4 separate regions of the Mus musculus genome follow, and all the other regions are linked to region 3. The links are chromatin contacts, called in public Hi-C, HiChIP or PLAC-seq and promoter capture Hi-C maps. All regions are on one chromosome and are shown on one strand. Each heading gives the region's core, a stretch centred on a gene start, on an enhancer-like site or on the middle of the called end of the contact. The rest is flanking DNA. Distances are from core to core; before and after follow the strand shown. Region 1 overlaps Zfp14 (zinc finger protein 14). Region 2 holds the start of Zfp82 (zinc finger protein 82). Region 3 holds the start of Zfp84 (zinc finger protein 84). Region 4 holds the start of Sipa1l3 (signal-induced proliferation-associated 1 like 3).

Evidence for each region. Hi-C and Micro-C count contacts between places; a contact is called where the count stands out from the background. HiChIP or PLAC-seq counts read pairs in DNA pulled down with a chosen protein or histone mark. Capture Hi-C pulls out chosen DNA fragments and counts their contacts.
Region 1: a contact with region 3 is called in an H3K4me3 HiChIP or PLAC-seq map of embryonic stem cells, with 7 times the contacts expected there. The contact joins the enhancer-like site here to the promoter of Zfp84 in region 3. A contact is called at or near these places in 4 of 39 promoter capture datasets (cranial neural crest, liver, pre-B cells and 1 more), 3 of 115 datasets of contacts at active chromatin or transcription factors (bone marrow-derived macrophages and embryonic stem cells) and 3 of 9 other capture datasets (adipose tissue, liver and pancreatic islet).
Region 2: a contact with region 3 is called in a promoter capture Hi-C map of adipose tissue, with 2.6 times the contacts expected there. The contact joins the promoter of Zfp82 here to the promoter of Zfp84 in region 3. A contact is called at or near these places in 7 of 39 promoter capture datasets (the 3T3-L1 cell line, the C10 cell line, liver and 3 more), 1 of 15 datasets of contacts at CTCF or cohesin (the NIH/3T3 cell line), 4 of 484 Hi-C or Micro-C datasets (CD4 T cells, LSK cells, embryonic fibroblasts and 1 more), 7 of 115 datasets of contacts at active chromatin or transcription factors (the 230-238 cell line, bone marrow-derived macrophages, cardiomyocytes and 4 more) and 4 of 9 other capture datasets (adipose tissue, liver, macrophages and 1 more).
Region 4: a Hi-C map of LSK cells shows a contact between it and region 3, with 2.3 times the contacts expected there. The contact joins the promoter of Sipa1l3 here to the promoter of Zfp84 in region 3. A contact is called at or near these places in 9 of 39 promoter capture datasets (the 3T3-L1 cell line, the C10 cell line, cranial neural crest and 5 more), 1 of 15 datasets of contacts at CTCF or cohesin (CD8 T cells), 13 of 484 Hi-C or Micro-C datasets (CD4 T cells, CD8 T cells, LSK cells and 8 more), 3 of 115 datasets of contacts at active chromatin or transcription factors (bone marrow-derived macrophages and embryonic stem cells) and 3 of 9 other capture datasets (adipose tissue, liver and pancreatic islet).

Annotation. Positions count from the first base shown.
Region 1 is chr7:30,033,231-30,036,671 of GRCm38.p6, reverse strand. It overlaps Zfp14 (zinc finger protein 14), which reads left to right. Exons shown (of 5, transcript NM_178733.5): 5 at 1-313. Among named protein-coding and RNA genes, the nearest start is that of Zfp14, 16 kb to the left of the region's middle. Within about 2 kb of position 1,816, at least 10 of the 459 cell types and tissues checked have an H3K27ac peak or open chromatin away from gene starts, as enhancers often do. A contact at or near this core is called in embryonic stem cells, where this site is marked.
Region 2 is chr7:30,071,017-30,074,536 of GRCm38.p6, reverse strand. It overlaps Zfp82 (zinc finger protein 82), which reads left to right and starts at 1,714. Exons shown (of 7, transcript NM_177889.5): 1 at 1,714-1,756; 2 at 2,398-2,508.
Region 3 is chr7:29,766,792-29,770,246 of GRCm38.p6, reverse strand. Zfp84 (zinc finger protein 84) reads right to left here and starts at 1,695. Exons shown (of 5, transcript NM_023750.2): 1 at 1,552-1,695. Gm38983 (a long non-coding RNA gene) reads left to right here and starts at 1,994. Exons shown (of 2, transcript XR_881933.3): 1 at 1,994-3,193.
Region 4 is chr7:29,503,947-29,507,427 of GRCm38.p6, reverse strand. Sipa1l3 (signal-induced proliferation-associated 1 like 3) reads left to right here and starts at 1,968. Exons shown (of 23, transcript NM_001081028.1): 1 at 1,968-2,134.

The DNA of each region.
Region 1 (3,441 bases), core at 567-3,066, 270 kb before region 3:
TTTGGATCCCCAGAACTCAAGTTAACTGCCAGGTAGATGTAGTGGCTCACTTGTAATTCCAGCCTCTGGAGATAGAGACCAGATATCCAAAGCAAGATGGCTAGCCAAACTATATCTAGCTATATCGGCGAGCTCTGGGTTGGATTGAGAGCCCCTGCCCCAGTGCATACAGTGGAAGAGTGAATGGACATGGTTCCTCAGATAACCTAGGATCTCCACATGCACCTGGGCACAAGTCCACTGCACACATACAAACAGAAATCACACAAATAAATACCGTGCACACACAAATAAATAAAGAAGCTTTATAGTCAATATATGCCCAGATTGGTATATTTTCTCTTTAAAAAAAAAAATATGTAAGTACACAGTTGCTGTCTTTAGACACACCAGAAGAGGGCATTAGATCCCATTACAGATGGTTGTAAGCCACCATGTGGTTGCTGGGAATTGAACTCAGGACCTTTGGAAGAGTAGTCAGTGCTCTTAATCACTGAGCCATCTTTCAAGCCCAGTTTGCTGTATTTTCTCTTTCTTTCTCTCTCTCTCTCTCTCTCTCTCTCTCTCTCTCCCTCCCTCCCTCCCTCCCTCCCTCCCTCCCTCCCTCCGTCCCTCTCTCTCTCTCTCTCTTTCTTTCTTTCTTTCTTTCTTTCTTTCTTTCTTTCTTTCTTTCTTTCTTTCTTTCTTTCTTTCTTTTGGTTTTTCGAGACAGGGTTTCTCTGTATAGCTCTGGCTGTCCTGAAACTCACTCTGTAGACCAGGCTGGCCTCGAACTCAGAAATCCGCCTGCCTCTGCCTCCCGAGTGCTGGGATTAAAGATGTGCACCACCACGCCCTGCTCCCTTAAGCAATTTTAATCAGTAAATGCAGAAGAAAAAAAATAGAATTGAGGGATTCACTGTTTTCTAGATTCTAGTGCCATGATGTGCCCAGAAGGATCTTTGTTGAATCCTAGACTGGGCCACAGAGGAGGGCTATGTCTAAAGTGAAGGAGGGAAAATCAACAAAAGAAAGGCAGTTGACAAAACCAGGTGTAGTGGTGCCCAACTTTAATCCAGTACTCAGAAGGCAGAAACAGGCAAATGTATGAGAGTGTGAGGCCAGCCTGGTCTACAGAGTGACTTACAGGACAGCCAAACCTACACAAAGGAACCCTGTCGGAAAAAAAATTATTTATATATATGTATGTATGTATATATATATATATGGACCTGACAGAATTTAGAGCAGCAAAACATTGCGAGTGACTGAATGGGTTGTTTGATCATGGAGGGCGATTGTTCCATGTCTTTTGTATGTGCTTGAAATATCAATATTTTAAAAAACAAAACAAATTGGAAACTAGTTGGGAAGTAAGCTGTCTGCATATCTACGCTGGTTAAATGCCACCAAAGCAACGTGAAGGCAAGTGACAGCCTTTGATTATCAGGGGAGTTCTCTTTATGGACTTGCCACATAAAATAGGTGTTGACCATCAAGAACCATAAATAAATAAATCCAGTGCCAAACCAAGCACAAGCTTTAGGAAATAGCTCATAACAAAGTTTTTCAAATTATCTTCATGTTAAAATAAGCTTGGTTATATACATTTATATTAGGTGTGCAGTCGCATCTGTGCTGCCCGCACTCAGAAAGCCAATACAGGAGATACTGGAATTTAATCCCCTCTCAACAAACAGTAACAATGATGACAATAAAAACTAGACCACCTGAGGGAGATGGCTCAGCAAAGTGCATGCTGCTACAGCATGGTGTCTTGGGATCTCTGGCAACGATGGAGAAATGAGGCGAGGTCTTTTCATCTGCCGATAACCGCAGCACAGGGCAGTGGTGGCGTGTGTGGCACTGATGGATCCCTGTCTGGCCATCACTGAAGCTCCCGGTTCAGTGAGAAATCCTGTCACAAACAAGGTGAGCGGGGCATGGTGATGCACACCTGTGACCCCAGCACCCCAAGACAGAGGCAGGTGGATGGCTGAATTTGAAGACCCTGGTCTACATAGGAATCCCAGGCCAGTTGGGGCTCCATGATGAGAGAGTGAGACTGTCTCGAGGTGGAAAGCTGCTGAGGAAGCCATCTGATGTCAGCTTCCCATCCCCTCAGCTCTACACTCGCGCACGCGCACACGCGCAGCACGCGCGCAGGCGCACCAAACATGGGGGGGTGGGAAGCTCTGAAAAGCAGTATCTAGACAAGCTTCATGCTTCCAAGCCATGTCTTTTGTGATGGGAGTGGCACTGTTAGAAGGTGTGGCCTTGTTGGAGTAGGTGTGTCACTGTGGGTGTGGGCTTTAAGACCCTCATCCTAGCTGCCCGGAAGCCAGTATTCTGCTAGCAGCCTTCAGGTGAATTTGTAGAACTCTCAGCTCCTCCTGCACCATGCCTGCCTGGATGCTGCCATGTTCTCGCTTTGATGATAATGAACTGAACCTCTGAACCTGTAAGCCAGTCCCAATTTAAATGTTGTCTTTATAAGAGTTGCCTTGGTCATGGTGTCTATTCACAGCAGTAAAACTCTAAAACATCTCCCTACGGTCTAAGTGAAGAGCTGTAAAACTTTACCTCCTAGTGTATAAAATGAGGACATGATCACTCCCAGGTGTGGCTGAGGAGGTGTTTATTGTAGATAAGAGGGAGAGCACAGCCAGAGGCATCTGGAAGAGTCCAAAGCAGGGAGAGAAAGTACACTATACACGGACAGTAGACTGATCTGGGCCATGAGAGGAGAGAGACGGGAAGAGAGAGAAGATCAAGCAGACGGAGAGAGGACCAAAACGGTGCATGGCAGTCTGGGTTCTGTAAGTAAGCCGAGCAAGCTGTGAAGAGCAAGCCAGTAGACAGCACCCTCCATGGTCGCTGCATCAGCTCCTGCCTCCACTTCCTACTGTACTTGAGTTCCTGTCCTGACTTCCTTCAGTGATTCACAGCAACACAGAAGTGTAAGCCAAATAAACCTTTTCCTCTCCAAATGGCCTTTGATCATGGTGTTTCACCACAGCAATAATAATCACGAGTAAGGCAGATGGCTATATGCATAGCTCTGAGCATATTAAAGAATTTGAGTAGCCGGGTGTGGTGGCACATGCCTTTAATCCCAGCACTCGGGAGGCAGAGGCAGGCGGATTTCTGAGTTCGAGGCCAGCCTGGTCTACAAAGTGAGTTCCAGGACAGCCAGGGCTACACAGAGAAACCCTGTCTCAGAAAAACCAAAAAAAAAAAAAAAAAAAAAAAAGAATTTGATAATTTATAATTAACTTGATAATTATCTTTAACACTTTACAAGTTAGTAGCTTATATAAAGTTAGGATTTTACAATTTTATCTATGTTAAGTTTTAGCCTTAAAATTTTGAATTGAAAATCCGTTGGCATTAAAACCAAACTTTAAACGATAAATACAGTTGTAAAGACAAAGAGGCTGACCAGGAGTGGGGTATTGCTGT
Region 2 (3,520 bases), core at 465-2,964, 300 kb before region 3:
CTCATACACAAGAGAGATCCCTCTGCCTCTCCTCCCAGCGTGAGTGCTGAGATTAAAGGTATGTGCTGCCATGTCCAGCTCCACATTTGATTTCTTTGTTTGTTTTGTTGTTTGTTTGTTTGTTTGTTTCGAGACAGGGTTTCTCTGTATAGCCCTGGCTGTCCTGGAACTCACTTTGTAGACAAGGCTGGCCTCGAACTCAGAAATCGGCCTGCCTCTGCCTCCCACGTGCTGGGATTAAAGGTGTGCGCCACCATGCCCGGCCACATTTGATTATTTTAAGTTTTAGTTTGTACAGCATCCCTGGTGTAGAGGTCACAGGGGAAATTGGTTCTCTCCTTCTCCCATGTGGTTCCCAGAGAATGCACAGCAAACTCCACTGCGCCATCTCTCTGGCTTGAAAGTTATTAATTTTAAAACTAGAAATAAAACAGGTGTGTTTTCTCATGGAAGATTTAAACATAAATAAGACAACAACACCTTTTGACCTTATTTTCCCCAAGAGTAATCATAATCAGTAGTTTATTTCATGAGATGGCAAGTTCTGCCTGAGATCAGTTTTTTTTTTTTTTTAAGAATTATTTATTTATCTATTTATTTTAAAGATTTATTTATTTTTATTGTATATAAGTACACTGAGCTGTCTTCAGACACTCCAGAAGAGGGAGTCGATCATTACAGATGGTTGTGAGCCACCATGTGGTTGCTGGGATTTGAACTTCGGACCTTCGGAAGAGCAGTCGGGTGCTCTTACCCACTGAGCCATCTCACCAGCCCCCGAGTTTTTTTTTTTTTTTTTTTTAATTAATCATGTTTATGTGCTATATAGCATGTTCCATGTGGGAGTGATTCTACCACCTGACTCATTGTTTTATCAGGGTAGGGCTGTGCCTTCGTTAGTCACTGCTTAGTATTCATTGTTATCCCTATTTACTGAAAGGCTTAACTTTCCACAAGCTGTAGCATTAGAGAATATAATTATAGATGATCAATTAATCAGAAATTTAACCATCACGTTTACTTTATATACTTGAGACCAGGTCTTATATAGCCCTGGCTGGCTTGGAACTCACTATGTAACTCAGGCTGGCCTCAAACTTTTGAGTGATTCTTCTGCCTTCAAAGTGATAAGAATATAGGCACATACCAGCTCAACCATTTTATTATTTATTTTCTGGCAATTTAAAAATATAGGAACGAAAGGTATTTAAGTTGATGATCCAGCACTTTAATCCCAGCATTTGGAAGGCAGAGGCAGGAGGATTTCTGAGTTCAAGGCCAGCCTCGTCTACTGAGTGAGTTCCAGGACAACCAGGACTACACAGAGAAACCCTGTCTCTCCAAAAAAAAAAAAAAAATCCTGGTTAAGAAAGAAGAAAATCTTAAGAACCTGGGTAAAAGCAAACTACATGATAGGAATGTCCTTTAAAATCTTATTCTAAGACGTAGTCATTTGCAGTCACCTCCACAACAAACATGACTATATCAAATGCACAAATCTCCAAACGAAAATCCGATTTTCCTCAAATACTTAATCAGAGTTGAGGTTCTGCTCCTCTCCCTGTCCTGGTCCCAAACGGAGCACACAGTGAGTGTGGCGCATGCGCACGCGGTGCGTGCGGCTGTCCCTCCCAGCAGTCCCCGCGCAACGCCCTGTAGGCTCTCGGGGGTCTGGAGATGCAGCCACTGTCACCTCAGCGCGTGGGGCGGGGCAACTGAGCCGAGCCTGGGTCCCAGTTCCGTGAACTTAGTGAAGGTGCTGCAGGGAGCAGGGGGTAAGGGCGGGGACAGGGAGGCCCCGCGCCCCTCATACTGGGTCCGCGCCTCGGCTTGCTGCGTGGGGACCACAGTGGCGAGCTGTGCCTGCTGGGCGTGGCAGGGCGTCGGGGTGGCAGCCACCGCGACTGAGTGCGGCCCGGAAGCCACGGCGTGATGGCATTTGTGCGAGTGAATGGGGTGCAGAGCGGTTGTGTGAGCGAGGTTGCCGAGGTCCTGGTGTGTGTGATTCTGGCCCCAGGCTCGGCTGCGGTGTAGCCACATCAGTCCCAAAGAGGAATGGTTCCCCAGCCATTCACCTGAGCAACACACAAGACTCCCAGTAAACAAAGCAAAGAGCTCCGGGTCTTGAGAGGGGTCTGAAAGATGGTCCCCGATCCCCAACACACACACCCTTGGCTGGTTCCCTGGGGTTACCCCCAACACGCCACACGTGCTCAGATACAGTCACTCGCTGGACAGGCTGTGTGCGATCCACCTAGGGAGCTATTGTAAACTTCCTGGCCATCTGCCGCCCTGGCCTTTCTTAGGTACCAGGGCAGGACAGCTGAACTCGCTCCCGGGTGTGAGTGATGGGTGGTGGTGACCGATTGGTTGTGTCTTGTGCTTTGATTTAACTAGGCTGGACAAGGCTCCGAGAAAAGTTTGGACGTTAACATTCGCTCCTACTCCAGCCTGCCTTTAAGTGCTCACAGGAAGGGGAGGGATAAATCGCTGTTGCCTGTTTAAAAGGTAAGGTCAGGGGGGGTCAATCTTACCTCTTGGATCTGTGAAAGGCACTTTAATTTTTTAGTGGATCAGAACATTTGTTATTTTTAAATGTCTGGTTCTTAGAAACAGAGCCTGACTCCTTACACCACCCAGTGCCTGTACGTACATACGTATCCGCTTTTCAGTGTTTTTTTTTTTGGGGGGGGGGGACAGGACGACAACCCTCCCTCCAAGGAGATCGGGCTTTATTTTTATAGCTGGGTTTTATTTTTAATACTATGCTGTAGAGCTCTTAGAACAGTTGCTGATATTCATAAATACCAAATGCTTAGTAAACAGCAGCTGTTTGTTAATGTGGTGATTAGGGGTGATTCCAACACCAAGGGAGTGGTGTGTATGGGTATCTACTTAATTGTGATGTACATTTATTTTTAAGATTTATTTTTGTAAAAAAAAAAAGGGGGGGGCTGGAAAGATGGCTCAGCGGTTAAGAACACTCTTCCAGAGGTCCTGAGTTCAATTCCCAGCCACCACATGGTGGCTCACAACCATCTGTAATGGGATCTAATGCCTTCTTCTGGTGTGTCTGAAGACAGCTATAGTGCACTCACATACATAAAAAAGTCTTTAAAAAAAATCCGTTTATCCTTCCAGCCTCTGCTCCCAAAATGACAACTCTGGGACTAATTATGTATTATTAAATGCCTTGCTTCAAGACTAGCTTGTAGTTTATTTAACCCATTCAAACTATTCTATGTCTACTAATTGGTTAGTTTACCTTTCCTCAGTGTCGACCTGCTTCTTCTTTAATGTCTCTCCCAGTGTCTCTCTCAGAGCCTCTCTCTGTGCCACCTTTTATTCTCTCACTATTTCCCTGAATCCTCTCTTCCTCCTAGTGTCCCACATCCTTTCCTTTCCTTTTAGATTTATTTATTGGGCTGGAGAGATGGCTCAGTGCTTAAGAGCACTGGCTGCTCTCCCAGAGGTCCTGAGTTCAATTCCCAGCACCCACATGGTGGCTTACAACCATCTG
Region 3 (3,455 bases), core at 446-2,945:
GCTATGAGTGTGGGTACTAGGGACTGAACCCAGACTCTCTGAAGAGTAGCCACGGCTCTTAACCACCGAGCCATCTATCTAGACACTAGACAGATGAATAAAATGAAATTCTGTCCAAAGTTCAAAGCCGTGCCTCTAGGCTACTCACTCTTCGGTGTTACCATGAACAGGTTCAATCATCTTCAAAACCTCCACATGCACCTCACCCCAGGACTAACCAATTCTATCTCACCCCACACTCCCTTTTACTAGGACAGTAGGAAGAGTTCCTCATGTCATGAAGAAAGGCGTTTCTGTGGATTCCTCCATACCAAGCCAAAAAAAAAAAAAGGAACTTGATCTCTCTGGAAACCGTAAACAAAAAAACAAAGTACATTTCAGGAACTTCAAATAATTTCTGCAGGAACTGGCCAGGTGCAGTATTAAAGTCCATTAGCCCACTTAAGCTGCTATAACAAAATACCAGAGACTAGCTTATAAATAACAAACTTATTTCTCTGTTGTGGTGGCACTGACAAATTAGGTGTCTAGTGAAAACCGATTTCCCCGGTCCCCAGATGGAGTCTCTGGACTGCACTCTCACCTAGAGAAGGCAGGTAGCTCCAGGGAGCCAGGGCACTACTCCCATTTAATTACCTTCAAAAAGCCCCCACCTTCTAAACCCACCACACCGAGGACTAGTTTTGTAACTATAAACTGGACAGGGTGAAGATGGGGTACAACGGAGACTCCGTGTGCTCACTATGTCTGCTTCTTGACAGAAAAGCCTAGAGCTGAGGAAGTTGTCTTTTTAGAACCTGAAGTGGATCACCCAGAATCATGAACTTCAAATTCTGACTTCTCTAGTGGTAGTCAACAGAGGCTAAGATTTTCTAAGAGTTCCCTAAACAAGGCTAAATGGCTACTCGGAGGGTGTGACACAAAAGTAGGAACCCACAGTAATTACGTTTTTTCAAATACAATTTCTATACACTCATCCGTTTCTGAGACAGGATTTCACTATGTGGGTCCCGGTAGCCTGGAACTCACTATGTTCCCACGGCTGTCCTCAAAGTCACTGACTTCCAGCTTCCGCAGCTCGAGTGCTGAAATTATAGATGTGGGTCACCATATCTAACTCCTAACTACAGTTAAAAGTCATGCTGATTGGTAAACTGATCTATCTTGAACACAGAAATCCTTACCGTCTCTACTATTTAGCTTTCTCCCCCCTCCCCCCAAATTTTCAAATAAACTTGACATAAATGGTGTCCCGCACCTCCCGCCCCCGACTTTGCGTTGCAAGACTAGAGGATCTGGTAACCACCTACTACCCACGTTCTGCTGACTTCGCGCACTCTCTCTCTCTCACCCTCCTGTACAATCCACATCCTCCAAAAACCTTTTCGCCCATGCAGTCACACTCCCGCCGCCTTAGTCCCTCTTTAAGCCTCTAGCGCCATCCCGGAAACCGGGTGGGTCCCCTAGAGCCGGCCTGCAGCCAGCGACCAACAAATACAGGCCTTAAGGACTGTATTTACACAAAGCACTTAAAACCAAGGGCAGACTCACTTCAAAAGTATAAACTGCGATCTCACGGCTTCGAACTCGGACGACCAGCGAATACCGACCAGGACAGTACCGGGTTAGGTCGGGTAGGGCACTGAGATGATCCGGAACAACCTCTTTCCAGCCACTTCCGCCATGTGGCTGAGCATTTATAGTGGACTACATTTCCCAGAAGGCGGTGCTACTTCTAGAGTCTGCAGGAGAGTTTCAGTGTGCGAGAGAGGAAGTAGAGATCTGTTGAAACTAGAGAACGGACGATTAGTTTTCTAAAGGGGGAATTTCCCAAGGATCCAAGGCTTGAAGTCTCTGAAACTTAAGCAGTTTCGGCTCTGTGGTGGGGGTGGATCTTTACTCCAGCTACAGAAGCGAGGCAAGAACCCGAGCAAGTGATCCAGCTCAGGACTACATTTCCCAGAAGACATCACAGACCGCGTTCTCGGTAAAGAACTCATCCTGCTATTGACAGTCGGATATATGAGGGCTCTTAAGAGCTTCTCCAGTGTGGTGTTCCAAGCTCCCTGAAGGAATGAGACAAGGCTGTTAGGACTGGGAACGACTGGATAGGGCAAAGATCGCCCTATCTTTACTGGAATATTTAGTCTACTTACCACTCGATAGCCACAAATTTAAATGTGCTGCATTAGCCTGGGTTGAGCATTGCATGTTTGTAATCCCAGCACTCAGGAGGCAGAAGCAGGAGAATCAAGAGTTTTAATGCCCGCCTCGGTTACATAACAAGTTTGAAGCCATGGTTACCTAACGACCTGTGTCCATAAAGGAAAATAAACAGAGAGATGGTTCAGTTCTTAAGAGCATCGTCTGTTCTGTTCCAAGCACTTATGTTGGGCCAATCATGAACATTTATGTTGGATCAAATTTTATGGAATTCCATATGTATGTATGTATATGTATATATATATATATATATATATATATTCTCACTCATATAATGAGAATTCAATGTCGATCATACTGGCTTCAAACTCTGGCCCATGTCTCTGCCTTCTGTTTGCTATGATTAAAAGTATGCATCACTGTGCCTCAAGTCTTGGTGGATTTTGTTATTGTTGGTTGATTTTGTTGTTGTGGAAGCAGAGTTTTATTAGGAAGACTGTCTCCGGGGGGAAGAGAGAGAGAGAGAGAGAGAGAGAGAGAGAGAGAGAGAGAGAGAGAGAGAGAGAGAGAGAGAGAGAGAGAGAGAAGAGAATATCTCGCTCACAAGATCTAGGTTTACCGGCAGCCTGAAACCCAGATTCCGCTTTTTGGATTTCTAGGTTCCTGGTCTTTCCGGGACCTCCTGGGACCCTTTCTAGACAGAATTCCCAGAGGAATTCTCCGTGAATCGGCTTAGAGCAGATGTTGTGGCAGGGGTTACACGAAGGAGGATTTGGTGCCCTGGCTTGTTTTTCCCACAAGGCACTGCGGCTTGGACTCCTCGGTTTGAACTACATTTCCCAGAAAACAACGGGTGCAAGCAATTTACAGTTCAGCCCCAGTCCCCAAACACCCCGCAGGGTTCTCAGTGCTCGGCAAAATGAATTCAACCTAAATCCAAGGGCGGTGACAGGAGGAGGGCTCTAAACAAATGTTTCAAATTTGGAGTTCCTGATTTGGACATGGAGAAGCCGCCAGTTGTTACTGGAATGTAGGCCTGTGGGTTAGTGAAGAGCACAGGAGCACTTTGTGTGTCTGTGTGAAGGAATGTGCGGGAGCGCGTGCATGTGTGAAAGGAGGAGAAGGGGTTGGAAGAGAAAGACAGAGGAAAGAGGCAGAGACAACGGGTGGTGGGTAAGATGGGAAGGGCTGGGATGTTTCTTCTGAATTGGAAGCACAGTGAGAAGCTGTGACCAGTGGGTGACATTACAGGCCGTGAGGGACAAGTCTTTGCTTGGGCTGCTGTAGTTCTA
Region 4 (3,481 bases), core at 719-3,218, 260 kb after region 3:
CATGCTTTTTGAGAGCTCACCCTGCTTGGCACCACCTGGGGTTCCCCCTGCTCCCTCCCACTCCTGAGCAAGATCCTTCTCACAGAGGCTTGACTCTGAGGACCATGGAGGGCTGTGGGGTGGACAGAAGGGGAGGATGTAAGTCAGGTGTAGGTTGCTAGCTCAAAATTGTGAACTCCGGTGGTTCTGGCCCAGTCCCCAACCATCTATGAAAGCGACATTCCTCTTACGGGCAGAATTTTTCCTCTGACCACCTGTGGACAGTGGTTGCCCTGGGAGACTGCGGAGGGCCTGAGAAATGTGACTTAACCTGTGTGCAAGTCCTGGGTCCTACTGGGCCCTGTATTGGTCTTGGGTTAGCCCAATGACCTCCATTTCCCTGTCTGCAAGGTAGAGCAGGTAGGTTGTGGGGGGATTGAAGCTTGTGAAATCATGCGACATGCCCGACTCACAGCCAGTGCCCCTTGAGGGCACGGGAATCTGCTTGTTGCAATTTCCTTTGGTTGTTTTCTTTTGTTTTGCCAGATTGTTCTCAGGTGACTGAGAGCTCCCTGCAGGCAAGAGCATCTTGGTTCTGGTTTACCGCAGTTTGATAAAGATGATAGTAAGAGTTTTAATTTGGCTCTTCGGGGTTTTTTTTTTTTTTTTTTTTTGTATGTGTGTGTTTGTTTGTTTGCTTGTTTTTTCGAGACAGGGTTTCTCTGTGCAGTCCTGGCTATCCTGGAACTCACTCTGTAGACCAGGCTGGCCTCGAACTCAGAAATCCTCCTGCCTCTGCCTCCCAAGTGCTGGGATTAAAGGTGTGTGCCACCACTGCCCGGCTTCATTTGGCTCTTCTGAGCCAGGGTTTGATGCTGATAGCCAGTCTGGCCTTATTGCAGCAGTTCCTCTTGCCTCAGTCTCCCAAATGCAGGGCGTACAGGCAGGTGCATCACACCTGGGAGTCTGTACTTTGCCATCAGACGTCTGGAGGTTAAGTCTGGAGTTTAGGCTGTAACTGTGAGCCAGGTGTTTTCCATTTTGAAGGCCCAGGTGTGAGCAGCCTGTGATAACACAGCTGAGAGTCATGGAACTGTTTTGGTTGTTCTTTGGGTTTTGTTGTTGTTGTTGTTGTTGTTTTTGTTTTTCTGTTTGTTTTTTTGTTTTGTGACAGCCTCCTGTAGCTCAGGTTGGTCCCTGAACTCACTATGCAGCTTTGAATGACCTTGAAATCCTGTCTGACTTTTCCAATTCGAAGATCATAGTCATAAGCTATTGAGCTCCATCTGTTACTGAGTGTTTGATGGGCCAGAGCCATGACCTCACTGGCTTTCTCTCCCAGGGTGGACACTAGACTCTTCACAAGGGCATATTCGCATAACAGTCAAAAGCTGGACTCTTGAGATATACTGCTTGGGTTGAACCCCCACTTGCTATGTGACCTCCGTCCTGTGACTTCTGTTCAACACTATCTGTAAAATAGGCGTGACCGTAGTTCCGACTTAAAGGCCCTGGAGAGACTGTAGTGTTTAGAGCAGCACCCTCCCAGAGCTGTGCTTCCAAGGCTGGGTGGAAGAGTCTGCCACAAGGTTTAATCATTAAGCCTCCAGCCTCTGCAGCCGGCACTGTCTGCAGAGGTGAGGGGCCCACCTGTGGGTAGGAAGGTTGTGAATGAAGCTGCGGGGCTTAGGGCAGGGATGCTGTGGCGCTGATCCAGCCCTGGCTCAGCACCGAGCAGGTGGCCTGTAACAGGCAGGCTTTGTTACCTCCGAGCTTTCTCCCAAACTCATTCAGACCCAAGACCACGTGTCTGATGAGTAAGGAATCCTGTTATTTCCCTTCCCCAAAGGGAATATTGGCAGAACTGGCTCTTTGGGGATGTGCCTGTGTGCAGAGAGCAGCCATCTCAGGGGAACTCCGGTAAGCTGGCGTGGCCTGAAGGCCACTGAATAAGTCGTTAGAAGCTGGCACTGCTGGTTCCTATTTCCGCATTCCAGACACCCACAGCGCAGGAGGAGGCACCACCCCAGGTCGGCCTAGGGAGCTGGGGCAGGTGGCTCTTGCCTAGGGAAAACCTGGGACAGGAGCCACACCTGGGGCCAACCTAGTAGCCACCTTCCTGGAGTGTGATCACGGCTGTGTTCCGGGACTCCTGGTAGGTGAGCGATGTCTCCTCACTTCGGTAGCACCTTCCAGAGAAAGTTAATAATCTGATTCTTCTTTGAGGGAAAGCTAGCTTCTCTCTCTCTCTCTCTCTCTCTCCCCCTCCCTCGCTCCCTCCCTCCCTCCCTCCCTTCCTCTCTCTCCCTCTCTCTCTCTCTCACCCCCTCTTCTCTTGTGAAGTGTTTACCTATCTGTTCCTAACCTGAAGAAAGGTTGGCCCAGTGTTGAGCAAATGAGAAGATGGAGGCCACGGACTCCCAGGGAAAGAATAGATGACTGTAGCTGAGCCCCTGCTGTCTGCAGACTTTGTTACCAGGGGCTGTGGTGCCCCAGCCCAGTATGTATGCTGTGTGGTCTTGGTAAATCCTGTACCCTCCTGGGCCTCAGTTTCCTCTTTTGGGGGAAACAGGAAGTAGTGGTAGTACCCACTGAGTTGTCATGCCAAGTGCCCCAGCTCCTCTGACCCTGCGCCTGTGGACTGCAGCTCAGGCCCCTTGCTCCCTGCTCTGGCCTCTCCCTGGCTGTGTCCTCTGCCTGTGGATGTAGTTGGGGTGGCATGTCCACCTGCCTTCCCACACTCACGTAGCCGTTCTCAGGACTAGCCTTCCAAAGCCACCCCCTCCTCAAGTCTCTGCTCAGATGTTCCCAACCCAGGGTGCCTTCCTCTCAGTCACCCTGGAGCCACCTCCTTCGCTGGATTTTTCTTCCACCTGCATCTCAACTGTTGGCTTCCTGGGAGCGCAGGCCAGGCCTTGGTCCTTCTAGAACAGTGCCTAGCCTGTAGCGGGGGTGGGGTGGGGTGCAGCTTCAGTTATGACATGAATGAATTTATGCTACTAGATGGCCCATTGGTGGATGGACGGCTAGCTGTTCTCACTTGGGACTGACTAGAGTGCCACCAGCGTTTCCAGGAAGCCATGGCAGTGGTTGGTGTGACCTGTCACCTCTCTCTCTGGTCTCTCTGTGGTCATGCAGCCATTCTTGGGGTCTGTCAGCCTCAAGCTGCTGGCTTCCTGGCCCCCAATCCCTTCAGGCGTCACAGCCTGGAAGCTGACAGTGGCTCATTTGGGCATTTTGGGCACATGGCATGACAGAGAAAGTGTGGTACCAGCGAATTAGAGAATAGTGGGGTAATCTCAGTAAGAGAGGATTTGTGCGTGCCTGCTATGTATTGGAAAGGTGACATAGCTCCAGGTTTCTGTGGCAGGAAGGCAGGGGAGATAAGAGTGACCTGACCAGCCTTGGTTTATCCTCTCCTCTGCTTTAGTAGGCAATAACTCTTGCTGTGCGCTGAGCAGGTTTTAATTAACCAGTGAGTTGAAGGAATCAGACTGTGTTG